Linked DNA regions of Hordeum vulgare: region 1 is linked to region 2. A link is a contact called in public Hi-C data. All regions are on one chromosome and are shown on one strand. Each heading gives the region's core, a stretch centred on a gene start, on an enhancer-like site or on the middle of the called end of the contact. The rest is flanking DNA. Distances are from core to core; before and after follow the strand shown.

Region 1 (6,817 bases), core at 1,317-3,816, 200 kb before region 2:
TGTGGATCCGATCTCCCCTCTTGTAGATGATCATCACCATGATAGGTCTTGCGTGTGCGTAGGAATTTTTTTGTTTCCCATGCAACGTTCCCCAACACATTGTAGTTAGCATATCAATGTGTGTTCAAGCTTCAAGTTCATGTTGTTCATATGCAGAGTTTGTGTTTGTGTTTGATGTTGAAGGTAGATTGGTGCTGCCATAGGTAGGGTAAGTTGCATGATTTTGTTACGTTCATGGTATTCATGGTAGGTAGGACCGTTGTGCTTTCTCATTGAGGTACTAGTATCAATGTAGCATCATGCCAAATGTGGAAGTGGTCACAACTTGCACCGCTAGCTTTAGATCATGGGCATGATGTTTTGGAAAGTGCATTGGTCAGTGGTTGTCCCCAAGAGCAAGTGCCACTCAGTGACACCTGCTCATAGGCTAGTGCCATTAATCAGTGTACGATCCCAAGGCCCTGTTACTAACACATGTCATCTTACCTGAAAAGGTGACGACGACGGTGTGGGATAGGACCAGAGGAGGAGCCCATGTCGTGGATGGCACCGAGGGCGCCGAGGACTTCATCCCCTCGAACCACTGGCTCAAGAGGGTGAACCTTCTTAGCAGGGTTGCCTTCATGAGCCTTCCACGTTCAAGGGGACGAGCTCCTAGGACAGGGCACAAGGAGGGGTCCTAAGAGTCGCTGCGCTTCTACGTGCAGATCAAGGACATGGAGGATCTCGCCATGCTCCTCATCCCTCCCAAGTTCGTGGATGTGATGAAGGAGTGGCTGGCGGTCAAGCTCTCGCACATTGTTAGGTTCTCAACGAACAAGTGGTGCAAGTTTTGGGTTCAGGTCCAATACTTTCAGGGGCAGATGGTGCTTGGACGTGGCTGGTAGTACTTTTGTCGCCGCCACAGAATCGTCCCACGTGACCTCGTCGTGCTGTGGATCTCCGGCCTTGGCCAGAAGATGCACATCTAATGTAAGATTCTGTACTAGTCTCCCCACAAAAAGGGTAAGATGACCTTAGAAGGCAAGCGTGAGAGTATCTATAGTCAGACCTCTCAAACCCGTGTCAAATGCCCGGGTAGGCCGTCCGGTCAGTGATCGATCAAAAAAAGGAAGCCATACGGGCTCCCTAAATGGATTTCAAACGTCCGGGCTGATCGGCACCCCTCATATTCATCCTAAGTATGGGGCGGCTATGGGGGCGCCCTCGCATGCCCACCACATCGGTTTGATGGCGTGGATCCACGTAAAATCGCTCGAAAGCTCGGCAGCCCAACGGACGCCTCCTGGGGGGGAGGAGGGGTGGACACCGGTCCGGCTCGCCGTCCATTGCATGTAGCGGTGTAGATGCTCTAACGCTTGACGAGGCGGGAGCCAACCTAATCCTTAGTTACTCATTCTTCATACGTGTACCACGTACATGAATTCAGCTTTTGCGATTTATGCGGTGAGCGATCGATCGAGATCTCTCCTGTTTTTGTTTTGGGTCCTGATATTGCCCACACATGTGGGCGTTAAGGGGGTCTTACCACACGTCCCGTATGGTGTGTAAGAGAAACAGACCGCACGCCTACGTGTGGGCAAAGAAGCTAACACACATACGTCCGACCTCCTGCCTCACGTCCCGCACGTCCGGCGTGCCACCTCGCGGTCCCGCGTGCCCTGCGTGACAGTTGTCATGTTTGCTGAACCGTGGCGACTGTTTCTTTAACTGGAGTTGTCATGTATGAACAACTACAGTTGCCATGGTTGCTCAACTGCAACGTCATATATGAACAACTGCATTGCCATGTAACGGTAGAAAGACATGGCAACTGACAGTCGCGTGGGCGCGCGACGATAGTTTCACTCAGTTGTCATGTAACATTGAAAAAGACATGGCAACTTACACGTGTGTGGCCGTGCGACAACAGTTCCAGTCAGTTGTCATGTAACAGCGAAAAGACATTGCAACTCACACGCGTGCGGGCATGTGGGCGCGACGTCAATTCCACCACACGTAGGGTTGGGAGCCGCGAGGCCTACGTGCGTGAAACTGATAAACATCCACACCCGAGTCCCCTTCTACGTGTCACAAAAAATCTGTCAAAAATTACCAAAATTCGTGCAAACACGCATGAACGACGATCCACGCGTGTGAGCGAGTTACAAAAGGCTCACAAGTGTGGACATTATCTTTTCGTTTTTCTTTTCTTAGGGTGATCTCTCCTGATAATCTCTCGTGTTGCATCGATCTGTCGTGGTTGGTTGGAGTTGGAGCCTCGGAGGGCAAGCACCACAAATATCAACGTAGCACGCGTATACGTACCTTTCTTCCGAGATGTGGTTGCAAACGCAAACGAGCCGGGGCGACATGTTAGGCGAGTGGCCACGCGCGAGCGGTTGCTGTCCAAAAGGTGTCATTTGTATCTGGGCGAAACGATGGTGGAATAATAGCTTGTGGATCCCATGAATACCGAGCTGGCATGACTCAATTGGCCTCCGTCTTACGATCCAGTGGTAGCCCGGCTGGCATAAATTTACTAGCCGCATCTTCCTGTTGGTCAGCAACAGCAGCCACAGGCCCGCAACATATACGTTTGTCCTTGGCCATGACCTGGTTATTTTAGGAGTATACACACATATACTCTAATTAATACGGCTTGTCGTTCGTGTGGACTAAAACCGTAGACTTAGAATAAGTCATGTGACCATATGTCTACATGTACATCATGAAAATAGAATAGAATATTCCTTGAAAAAGTTCAAGAGCATCTATAGCAGACCCTGTAAAAGGACCGAATCAAAAAAATAACCATCAAAATATAGATCGGGGTGGAAAACGCTGCAGACTAGACCCCGTAACCGCGACCGATCCTTAAAACAAAATTTGCGGGGTGCGGCGAAATGCCCATTCCAACCCGCGAAAACGCAGGTCCCCCCCCCCCCCGACCCGTCGATGCCCTGTATGTATCTAGAAGCGGTTGGTTGGTGGGACATTTCACCCGCACTTTTCCCCCACCCACGCCGCCGGGCGCCGTCTTCGATTCCGGCAACACCAGCCGCCGAGATCACGCCGGTGGGCCGCCGCAGACCCTAGATCGACCTACCCCACGCCATCGTGGCTCGGCTCACCGGAAAGCTACAGATCGGCGGCTGTTTTGTCGCGACCATCAAATTTGGTTTTTCCGACCACCGGCGGCTGCGTCACAGCCATGGATGGATCGGGGAGCACCCCGCACAGCCCCGAAAAAGCTCGAGGACCACATGCAGGTACTGGTTCATCCTCTAGTCGCCGGCGTCGGATTGCCGACAAGGACTCTTCCGACCATCGCCCGGGCTCGGTGGTCGCGCAGCGGCTCGCCGGCTTGCCGATGCCGCTCATACAGTGCGATGACTGTCTAGAAACAGTGTTGCTGCTCACATCCAACACACGGCAGCACCTCGGATGGGTATTCTTCAAATGTAAAAATGACGGGGTATGCTCTTCTTCCTCTTCGGCTTTGTCAACTGATTTGGTTAAATTATGGTAGCTTATTGAGGTATTCATCTGTGTAGGAAGGTGGATGCTCATTTTGGTATTGGGAAGAAGAATACATCGATCTATTGATAGAAAGAAACTTAATAGATGTTCGTGCACTGCTTAGTATAATTGAGTCTAACGATGCAGCTGCATGTGCAATTACAAAAGAAATTAGACGGGAAGTGACGTCTAATTCTTTAGAATCAAAGCCAAAGAATGAAGAGTGCAAGTTGAAGAACCCACAGGTCAACAATGAATGCATGGAGAAGATGTTGATCCAACTAGTGGGAGTAGTTATGAAAGTTGGATATCTTCTAAAATGTCTAATTGTGGTTTTTATTTTCTTTGGTATTGATGTTTTACCAAAGATTTGGTGAATTATGTTGTACCAATGCCTTTGAAAAAATAAAGAAGCAACTAAATGTGTTTTCATCCGTGAAAATGTAATGCAAATAATAGATTTTACGGGCCGGCGTGGGCGGCGGCCGAACAGACCCCACAAAACAGGCCCGTATAAAAGGATATTCTGCGACCTGCAAACGACTTTTGCGGGGCGACTTTATACAGGGTATGCTAGAAATGCTTTAAAAGGCTATTAGATCATCTCCAACACTAACATCAAATCGGACACTGCATCTGTATGCGGATCGGTGAAACAGTGGAGAGGTGGGTATTAGGTCGTGAACACTGATGCGGACCGATGGGTATCAGTCTACGAACACTGATGCAGGAGCCGACTATTCAGCCCTGGCCGCATACATTTCAAAATGTTTTTCAATAAAACGGTTGAAATTTCTACAAATTGGATGATTTTCATATAAGCCAAAGCATGTTCGTTATATTTTTGTATTTTTTGTTAGGAAAAACATACATATCAAAACCTAGCCTACGACGACGGTGGTCTTCCATGTCCTTATTGTTCCAATCTTACGGTCACCGGGTGCATATTGCAGCCTCCATGAGCGACGATGAAGATACTAGTGAAGCGAAGGTGCGGTTGCCGGCAAGGTAGAATAGACATGGGAGACAGACTGATCCAGTTGGGTTTTGAGACCCCTACACCTCCCATGCACTACTCCTCCTCGTCAGAGTCCGCGATATATCCGTCACCGGTGGACGTGAGGTCCACGATGGATGGGGACGAGGCGGCATGCTTGTCATCCTACTGGTGGTCATGAACTTAGTTCGTTGGCGGCTTTGCTTCCTCAGTCTCCCGCGCTTTCTTCATATCGGCGTGCGCTGCTATCGGGTTACGAGCGGGGCCGTGAGTGTACACTGCTCGGCAAAGAACTTGGGGTTCACCGCAGGCATGGCCGCCACGGTTTGTCACCGCAGGCATGGCCGCCACGGTTTGTCACCGCGCGCTCGCTGTAGGGTTGGCCCTATGCTATCTAGTGTTAATCGAGGAGAAAGAGGTTGTACCACTGCTCCTCCTACGCCTGGCAAAGCACCGACCTAGGCGCCAACGTCAGCTGCTCTTTCGTCATGCTGGCGTTGAAGTGCGCATGTGCCTGCTCAATGGTAAGCCGCCATAGACAAACGCGTGCTCCGACCTAGAGTCGTCGTGCACTACTGGGGATAGGGCCTATAGTCCCAGCCCGTAAGGGGCTTTAGTCCCGGTTCACCAACCGGGACTAAAGGGGCAGGACTAAAGGCCTAACCTTTAGTCCCGGCTCTGTTCCAAGCTGGGACCAAAGGTTCTCTACGTGGGCGCCCTTTAGTCCCGGGTCTTAACACGGACCGGGACTAAAGGATCCGTCTGTTTATTTGACCCAAAAAGGTACCTTTTTTATTTATTTTTCAAATTTTATTTTTGAATATTCTTTGATTTGTTTTTATGTTTCATTTCAAGTTTTAAATCTTTGATTTATTTGACAATTTAATCTCTAATCACCCATCCTCAGTGCTCTAGCATAGATTACTCATTTCAAATCATCTAACTTCTCGGCCGGTCACCCATCCTTTCACTGCTTCAGCCCGAGCACGCTTAACTTCCTGGTTCTATCGCCCCTAGTTGCCAAGTCTGCACTTGTTGTTCTCCTGACAATAGTAAGCTATCAATCCTAAACAACCTAGGGTTTGATGTCATGTCACATGATTTAATTTTTTGAATTCTAACAATTCTTAAAATAAACAAAAATAAGTAATAATAATAGTGAATTTCAATGAAAACAACCTAAAGATTTTAAATAAAATTATTTTTTCTTATTTTGTGGAAAAAACTTCTTTTTGCCATAACTTTTTTTACATTTGGAATTTTGAGCATCTGAGAAAACTTCACTGGGCAAGCCCCGGTGAAATCGATTCCCAATTTTCTCTAGTTTTTTTTATATATTAAACTTTTTTTTGACGTCGTATGCAAAAGTTATGGCCGTTTTACATTTTTCCCTTTTTTGAAGAAACGGTCAAAATTCATATCTCAAAATTTGCATACCAACTAGGCACTAAAACCTAACTACATCTCAAAGGATTTTATTTTTTGAAGATTTTAGCATTTTGGTTTTTTTTCTACAAAACTAAAAAAGACGGTCGAGGGAGGGTAGAGTTTGAAAATTTCAGAATCCCCCTTTAGCCAAGAGTCCAATCATACCCGTCGACTACATTTGCTAGCACCGTCCCCGCCAGAATCACAACTAAGGTTAACCAAGCCAGAGTTAACCCTTTCTAACTTTATTTGCTATGTTGAGCTAAATGACCCTGAAATTGAAAAGAACTATAATGAACTCTGAAAATGTTGAAACTTGGCATGGAATCATCATTTCATCCACATAGCTTGTGCTAAAAAGTTGAGAGGGTTACGACAAAAACTGGATGCACTTCGTGTATAAACTGAACCATCTCCCTCGAAGTATCACGGTTTCGGACGAAAACCCATCTGCTAGAAAGATATTTTATTTTTTTACTTATTTCAACTTCAGACATTTTATGCATTTTGTGCATTCAATATAAACCATTCAAAACCACATCCTAAATTTCGACCCTTTATAACTTCATTTGCTATTTTTCATGTATTTAATGATTTTTTGACCTAAATGACCTTGAAATTGAAAACCCCGACAAATGAACTCTGAAAAGGTTGAAACTTGGCATCGTATCATCATTTCTCCCACATAGCATGTGCTAAAAAGTTGAGAGGGTTACGTCAAAAACTGGATGCACTTCGTGTACAAAATGAACAATCTCTTTCGAAGTATCAGGGTTTCGAACGAAAACTCATCTATTGCAAAGGGATTTCATTTTTTTGAACTTATTTGAACTCCATACTTTCTGTGTGTTTAAAATACACCATTTAAAGCCACATCATAAATTTTCAATA
Region 2 (7,220 bases), core at 1,805-4,304:
TTTTTCATCCTAAACGGATCAAATTCGAATCAAACGGGCATCCATTTAAGATCGCGTGGCTTTAGAGTTGGTGATGAAGCGAAAGCTTCAAGGCTTTTCGAAGGATCTGATATAATTATACAGCAGAGCAAGTATACTGTTCTAAGGATTACTGTATACTAGACTCTAGGATCTGGAAACGAGCTGCGGATCGACAGCTCGTATGCCAATTCCAGAATATGCACCTAGCTAAAACCTAGATGTGCATGAGCTGTCGATCGCTCCTGTACATCAATATCTTATCTAAACATAAAAAACAGAGGGGTCAATTTTCGAAAGAAGAGATATCCAGTAGATACTTCTGAACTCGGTCGAGTCGATCCACCTGCTGCCGGCCTGGCCATTGTATATGCGTGCGTGCGTGCGTGCTAGTCGGCCACGAGATAAACAATGCACGGCATGACCGATGCATGGCTGCACGCTGCGCACAAGCGTGTAGAGTGGACAAAAGTGAACTTTTCGTCTCCGCCGCCTGTCGCTGCCGTCTCGTCTGTCTGTCGAACGCGCAAAGGCTGTGCCGCAGCCAAGCTCATTTGGATTATACAGAAATGGTCATCATGAGTACTTGTAGTACATTAGTTGACATGATAGGCCTGGTAAACCATAAACCCCATTCGGCCAGGAGCACCATTTGGTGGTATTACTAGACCGATTAGCAGCGGAGGCAAAATCATGGACGTGCCCGCAGCTTTGAGCATCAGATGAAAGAGGGAGCATCTCAGCAACAAGTGGCTTTGTATATCTGTCTGCAAGCTGCACCTGCAGACAATGCTGAAAATGCTTCATGTCTTAATCTTAAAACTGCTTTAAACTCAAAAGCCATGTGTCTTATATTTAGGTTGGCCACGAACTTTATTGAACGACAGATTGTGCGTCGTACCGGCAGTCGGACCAACTTTAACAGACGTGCTATATAAACGCCGCGCTGTAAAATTGACGTGCTATATAAACGCCGCGCTGTAAAATTAATGTTTTTTGCGCGCGTTACCACTTTGGGCGTTTTAGTGAAGGCGTAAAAACCGCACGCGGGGCATAACTAGTTTAGCGCGGGGGTCGAAACGTCATCGTGCGTCATTTATTTGCTACGCCCGTTTCGTGGGCTCGACACTCGAGCGTTCGCTCGCAGCTCCACCTACCTCATACACGTGCTGGCGCCGTCGCCGTCTGCGTCACTCCATTTCTTTCGGCGACCGTTCCGGCGCTTCCCCGGCCTATCCCCGCGCCGCCGCTGCTTCCTCCGTCTTCCTCTAGTCATCGCCGCCCCTCGCACGCGGCAGTCCTTCGACGACCAGCGTCTGACCGCCCGGCGCCCGCAAGGTGTTCGACGAAACTTCACATTTTTTACATGAATTTGGTGCATGTTGTTTGTAGTTTTTATAGCCTAGTTTAAATTGAACATTGTAGATGAGTTCGTCATATGATTCTTCCGAAGAAGAATTTGATATGGAAGAGGAGGAGGCTCTTGCAATGATCCTAGCTATGCACATCAGTAAAAACCGAAGCACGGTGGTTCGGTTATGGGTCGGTAGAAAATTTGGAGGGATAGGATCGATGACCACAACAGATTGATCAAGCACTATTTTGCGGATAATCCCCTGTACCCCGAGTCGTACTTCCGGCGCCGGTTTAGGATGAGCACCGAGTTGTTCACACGCATTGCAGAGAAACTAGCGAGTCATGACCAATTTTTTCAGCAAAGGAGGAATGCCGTCGGAGAGCTCGGGCGTAGCACCTTTCAGAAGGTGACAGCCGCTTTGCGAATGTTGGCATACGGTATCCCCGCTGGTTTAGTTGATGATCACTTGGCCATGGCTGAGAGTCAAGCCATCATGCGTGTCAAGCGCTTTGCAGTTGAAATTGTGCAAGTGTTTGGCAAGAGTATTTGAGATCTCCCAATGTTGAAGACGCCGCAAGGCTATTGGAGATGAACAAAGCTCGCGGCTTCCCAACTATGATTGGCTCAATATATTGCATGCATTGGAGTCGGAAGAATTGTCGTAAGGCATGGCATGGGCAATTTCACAACAAAAAAAGGGTTCCACTATAATCCTTGAAGCGATGGCCGATCAAGAGACTTGTATTTGGCATGCCTTTTTGGAATGCCTGGATCTTTGAATGACATCAACGTTGTCAACCGGTCACCACTGATGAATAAGATTGCAAATGGTGAACCGTCACCGGTGCAGTTTGTAGCAAATGGTCGTACATATAACTATGTCTACTATCTTGCGGATGACATCTACCCAATGTGGCAAACATTTGTGAAGCCGTTGAAAAAACCAAAAGGTAAGAAAAATCTTGATTTCCACAATGCTCAGGCCGCGGCTAGAAAAGATGTGGAGAGAGCTTTAGAGATTTTGCAAGCCAATTTGCTATTGCGAGAGGACCGACTAGATTTTTGGATCAAAAGATGCTTTGGTACATCATGCACGCTTGTGTGATCATGCACAACATGATCATCGAGAATGAGCATGGCCAAAATTTAGACTACTTTCACTATGAGCTCTTGGGACATCCCGTGCGAGTGCGGCGGAGGGCTGAAAGGGTGATCCGTTTTGTTGCCTTCTATCATGCCATTTGATGTGTCGAAACATATGATGATCTTCAGAAAGATCTCATTGAGGAGTGATGGGTATGAAATAGCCGACAAAGAGCATCATGATTTGTGCGTTTGATGTTGTATTATTGAACTATTTGTTGTATTGTTGAACTGTTTGTTCTATTAAAAGATAAACTATCTGTTTGAGTTGTAATAACGAAATTGAACTATTTTTTTATTTATTTTGTTTGTGTTTGATCATTCTGCTTGTGTTTGAAACGTATATGTTGTTTGTGCGAGAGCGCGCGCTGCATTTTAGCGCGTCTGTTGAAGTTACGCTGAAACTAACGCTTTTCGCCGCGGCAAAACAAACAATCAACACGCTGTAAACACATTTTTAACGCGCCGCGCGTCAGACCGGTCTCAGGCGACGCGGGCAAAGATCGTGAGGCCCAGAACAGTGCTCGCGTCGCTGGCGATGGAAAGACAGGCCGGGGAAGCCTCACTCCTCCTTGGGCAACGCACCGTGCTGACCAGCGACGGTGGAAGTGATCCACGAGCTCATTAACTCGACCAGAAAACATCTGAGGCCGGGGGCCTCCATCATTGTGCGGCATGAAGGGATTTCATTTCCTTTTTTACTCCCTTCATTTTTAAATATAATTTTTTATACAAATTGCATTAAAGACTACATACGGATGATTGTAGGCATATTTTAAATATAAATTTACTTATTTTATTTTATATGCAGATTATAATAAAAATATATTAAAAGAAGAGGAAGTAGCTTATTTTTAGGGGTTCATGCAGCTCTAACCGGTGCCTTCTTCGCCAGCATGTCGACCTGCCTCTAAGGAGGTGTTCGGTTGGATGATTTTAGTCCGTCACCCGATTACAGCGTAATCCCAAAACACTGCGTGCGTTTGGTAACGCTGCATCGTAATCGACTACCATCGTAAACGAGTCCCATCATGTTTATCCTTGATACCGCTCGTCCCCCACCGACATCATATTGCCTTACCAGTCGGATCCCCTTCACTTGCTCCCCACGACCCCTCCGCCTCCTCGTCCATAGCCGGCCGTCAGTCCGCCCCGCCGTTCCTCTGCCTCCTTACAATCACTACGCCTGCTAACGATCCCCTCCGTCTCGTCCGTGCCACCGGCCAGCGCCACCATCTCTCGCCATGCGGGCCGCCACGGCTCGTTCCACGACCTGGATCTCGATGAGTAGCCTCGTCGACGCTGACAAGGATGGACGCAAGGACGACAAGAGGACCATCCCTTAGCCTGGACGACTCCACGATCCTCTCCAAATCGTTGCAGTGTTGGTGAAGAACATGTTCTGTACATAGATTTCAAGTTATAGTGCCAAGCCAAACGCTGTCAAGTAAACTGAAAACGATCCGGGTAGGGGCCAAACAAAACAGTGATTGTGCTGTTACATCTCTGATTCCGGCGGCACCTCTTTCCCTTTGCGTTTGCGTTACCTCTTGATCAACCAAACACCTCCTAAGTGTGATCTTGGCTAGGCCCATCCGAGTGGACGACACTTGGGACACCTCCTAACCGGCGCTCTCAGCGACGGTTTAGAGTTCTGGCGCTCGAAGGGTGGCTCTGGCCTGCCAGCCCAACTCAACTTGATCGATTCAAACGGGACGCAAAAATCGCTTGCTCGCTCCACCTGGTTGGCTGGACGAATGTTAACCAGTCAACCATTGATTCCTTAAAAAACAAAAAACCTGAAAAAAGTTCATGAATTTTAAAATGTTCTTGAGGATTTTGGAAAAAATCACGAACTTGAAAAAATGGTTCATTGATTTTTTTTAAAGTTCATCAAATTTAAAAAAATTCACCAGTTTTTTAAAAACAATCATCAATTTTCAATAAAATTCATTTAATTTGAAAACAAATCCATAAAATCAAAAACGTTTATCCATCCTGAAGAAACTTCATCAATTTTGAGAAAAATTTCATTGATTTTGAAGAAGCTTTACTGAAATTGAAAAACTTCATCGAATTTGAAAAAGGTATATTGAATTTTAAAACGCTCATCAATTTTGAAAAAAGTTTACGAATTTGAAAATAAATTAATGTATTTGAAAACAGTATAGCCGAAAAAGAAAATAAAGAAACACGAACGAAACCTTTGCAGCAAAAAAGAAAAAAAAATAAAAAGGAAAAGGAAAAGGAGGAAAAAGCTATAAGTAAACACGTAAGTGCAGGTGGCTGGTTTGTTATGGCAGCGAACATTGAACATAACCGCACACGTGCAGTATTTTGTGTCTTTAAAACAGAAAAAAGGAATGTGATCCGGCCCGCGCGGACAAGGGTGTGTGTACTGTTAACCCTATAACGCTCAACCCTGTATAGGATTTCTTGTCACTTGGTTACATGGGTTGACCTGCAGAGAGGAGTTAGTCGTTTTGGTGAACAGGCTCCATGAAGCCCTCAAGAAATCAAATATACAAAGATGAAATGTATACATGTGTAGAAAATCAGGACGAAACACACTGAAATGTGACCTGTACAAAAAACAGAATTCATGAACTTTGAGAAGGAATAGTATGATGTGCTAAAAAGCCCCATATTTCTTTTTTGCACAACCATCATTTCAACATATTTCGTTCTTTACACACATATGCATTATGCCTTCATAAATATAACTATTTTTTAAAATTATCAAAATAGTGGAAATATAAATTTTGATGAATTAAAAAAATGCAAATGGACGCCTTCATGGAGGTCGGCCTTCAAAATCATTTTTCATGTCAGGACCTCCTATCTCCCACAAGGAGCGGCAGATTAATGCAGGAGCTATATCTCACTTACTGCAAGATGTCAGCTCCACTCAAGTAAACTTTTCATAGATTGCTATAGTAACAGACCGACCCTTTATCTATTAGTCTGCTCGCATGCATCGCTTTCTCGTTCACTTTATTTCTACGTCTTTCTTTTGTTTAATTTAGTTTTATCTCATTTCCTTAATTATATTTGCTTCTTTCTTATTTTTTCGTTTTTGTTTTTGTTTTTTTCATCCAATTTCTTCCTTTCTTTACTGTTTCACTGGATTTTTTTTGTCTTCAATGGTTTTTATTGTCTTTCTTAGTTTTTTTCTCAGGTTTTCATTGTTTCTTTCTTGATTTTCTTCCATTTTTTCTTTGTTTATTTCTCAATGTCACAGTTTTCCATTCTTTTGCACAGGTTTTCATTTCTTTATTTTTCTTTGTTTCTTTTAATTCTTTACTTTTCTATATTTCTTTTTTTCAGTTTTTTCCTCCTTTCTCGGTTATCATTGTCTTTTCTTGCTTATTTTCCCTGTTTTTTTGGGCTTACTCGGTTTTTAATACACATTCGACATTTTTTTATACATCAGACACATTTGTTATATACACATTTAACATTTTGGGTATGGAATTTTTGTTTAAATTTATATTTGTTTGTGTCTTCCTTTTTCCATACACATTATACATTTTTTATGCCATACATTTTCTAATACTTAATATTTTTCCAATACAATGTTGATGTTTTTAGTACACAGTCAATATTTTTCCTTTGCACATTTTTCGGATGCAAGAATAATTTTTGAATACATTGTCAATATTTCTTCCAAATATTTTTCACATTTTTAAAATACTTCATTAATATTTTCTCAAATACAAGATAATTATTTTTAATAGATGGTCAACATTCTTTCTATACACATTTGACATTTTTCAAATACTTTATTGACATTCTTCAAATATTTTTTTGAATGATTCATTAATTATTTTTCAATACATGGTTAATTATTTTCACACACATTGTATTTGATTTATACATTGTTCATATACATGAGAAACATGTTCTTTATACACATTATATATATACATTCAAAAAAATATATGTTCTTCATACATTGTTCATATACATGTATGTTTCGGAAAGTATAAAAACACGAACCACCCGACCAACCCACAAATTAGTCGTGTCGAGTGAGATATAGCCGTGCCCGTAGATTAGTGGGCCAACCCACATGCAACCAGGTGGTCGGCCTACCCATTGGCACACAAGAAGCGGACGGAAGCAGTTAGCGGCAAGTGTACCGAGGGAGTTTCGAGAGCAACTAGTTGGGGAGCACTCCTTCGGGAGCCTTCCAACGATCATTTCCACGCGCCGCCACTTGCTGCGTTTTCAGCCATCACCACGTGTCACACATTGAGCGTTTTCGGCTTTTTAGATTGTTTTTTCCAGGTTTTTTGGTATTTCGGTTTTCACTGGACTTTCTTAGCTATTGAACGAAAAAAATTAAAAATAAAATTTGTGTGAAACAACACACTTTCTATTTTTTCTGCAAGAGGCAATGTTTTGTTTCCGCGAGAGGCACAACCGTGCCTCTTGAAAACGGGAAAAACGCGTTTTTTGTTTTTTCGAAAGGCATAGTTTTCCTTCCGTGAGAGGCACGACCATGCCACTCGAAAACGAAAAGAAGAACTGGTTTTCTGTTCTATTTATGGGAGACATGTTTTTTGCTTCCGTAAGAGGCATGGTTTTGCTTTCCTGAGAGGCACGATCGTGCCACTTGGAAACGGAAAAGCGCGTGGCACGGAAAAAGCGTGTTATTTCGGGAGAGGCATGTTTTTTTTCTTTCGCAAGAGGCACGATG

The links. A called contact is a pair of places that touch in the nucleus more often than the background predicts.
Region 1: a Hi-C map of leaf shows a contact between it and region 2, with 6 times the contacts expected there. The contact joins two enhancer-like sites. A contact is called at or near these places in 5 of 6 Hi-C or Micro-C datasets (leaf, seedling and an unstated tissue).

What each region holds. Positions count from the first base shown.
Region 1 is chr7H:557,204,575-557,211,391 of MorexV3_pseudomolecules_assembly, reverse strand. No RefSeq gene overlaps it. Among protein-coding and RNA genes, the nearest start is that of LOC123410879, 97 kb to the left of the region's middle. Within about 2 kb of position 2,566, at least 3 of the 3 cell types and tissues checked have open chromatin away from gene starts, as enhancers often do. A contact at or near this core is called in leaf, where this site is marked.
Region 2 is chr7H:557,005,530-557,012,749 of MorexV3_pseudomolecules_assembly, reverse strand. No RefSeq gene overlaps it. Among protein-coding and RNA genes, the nearest start is that of LOC123410590, 38 kb to the left of the region's middle. Within about 2 kb of position 3,054, at least 2 of the 3 cell types and tissues checked have open chromatin away from gene starts, as enhancers often do. A contact at or near this core is called in leaf, where this site is marked.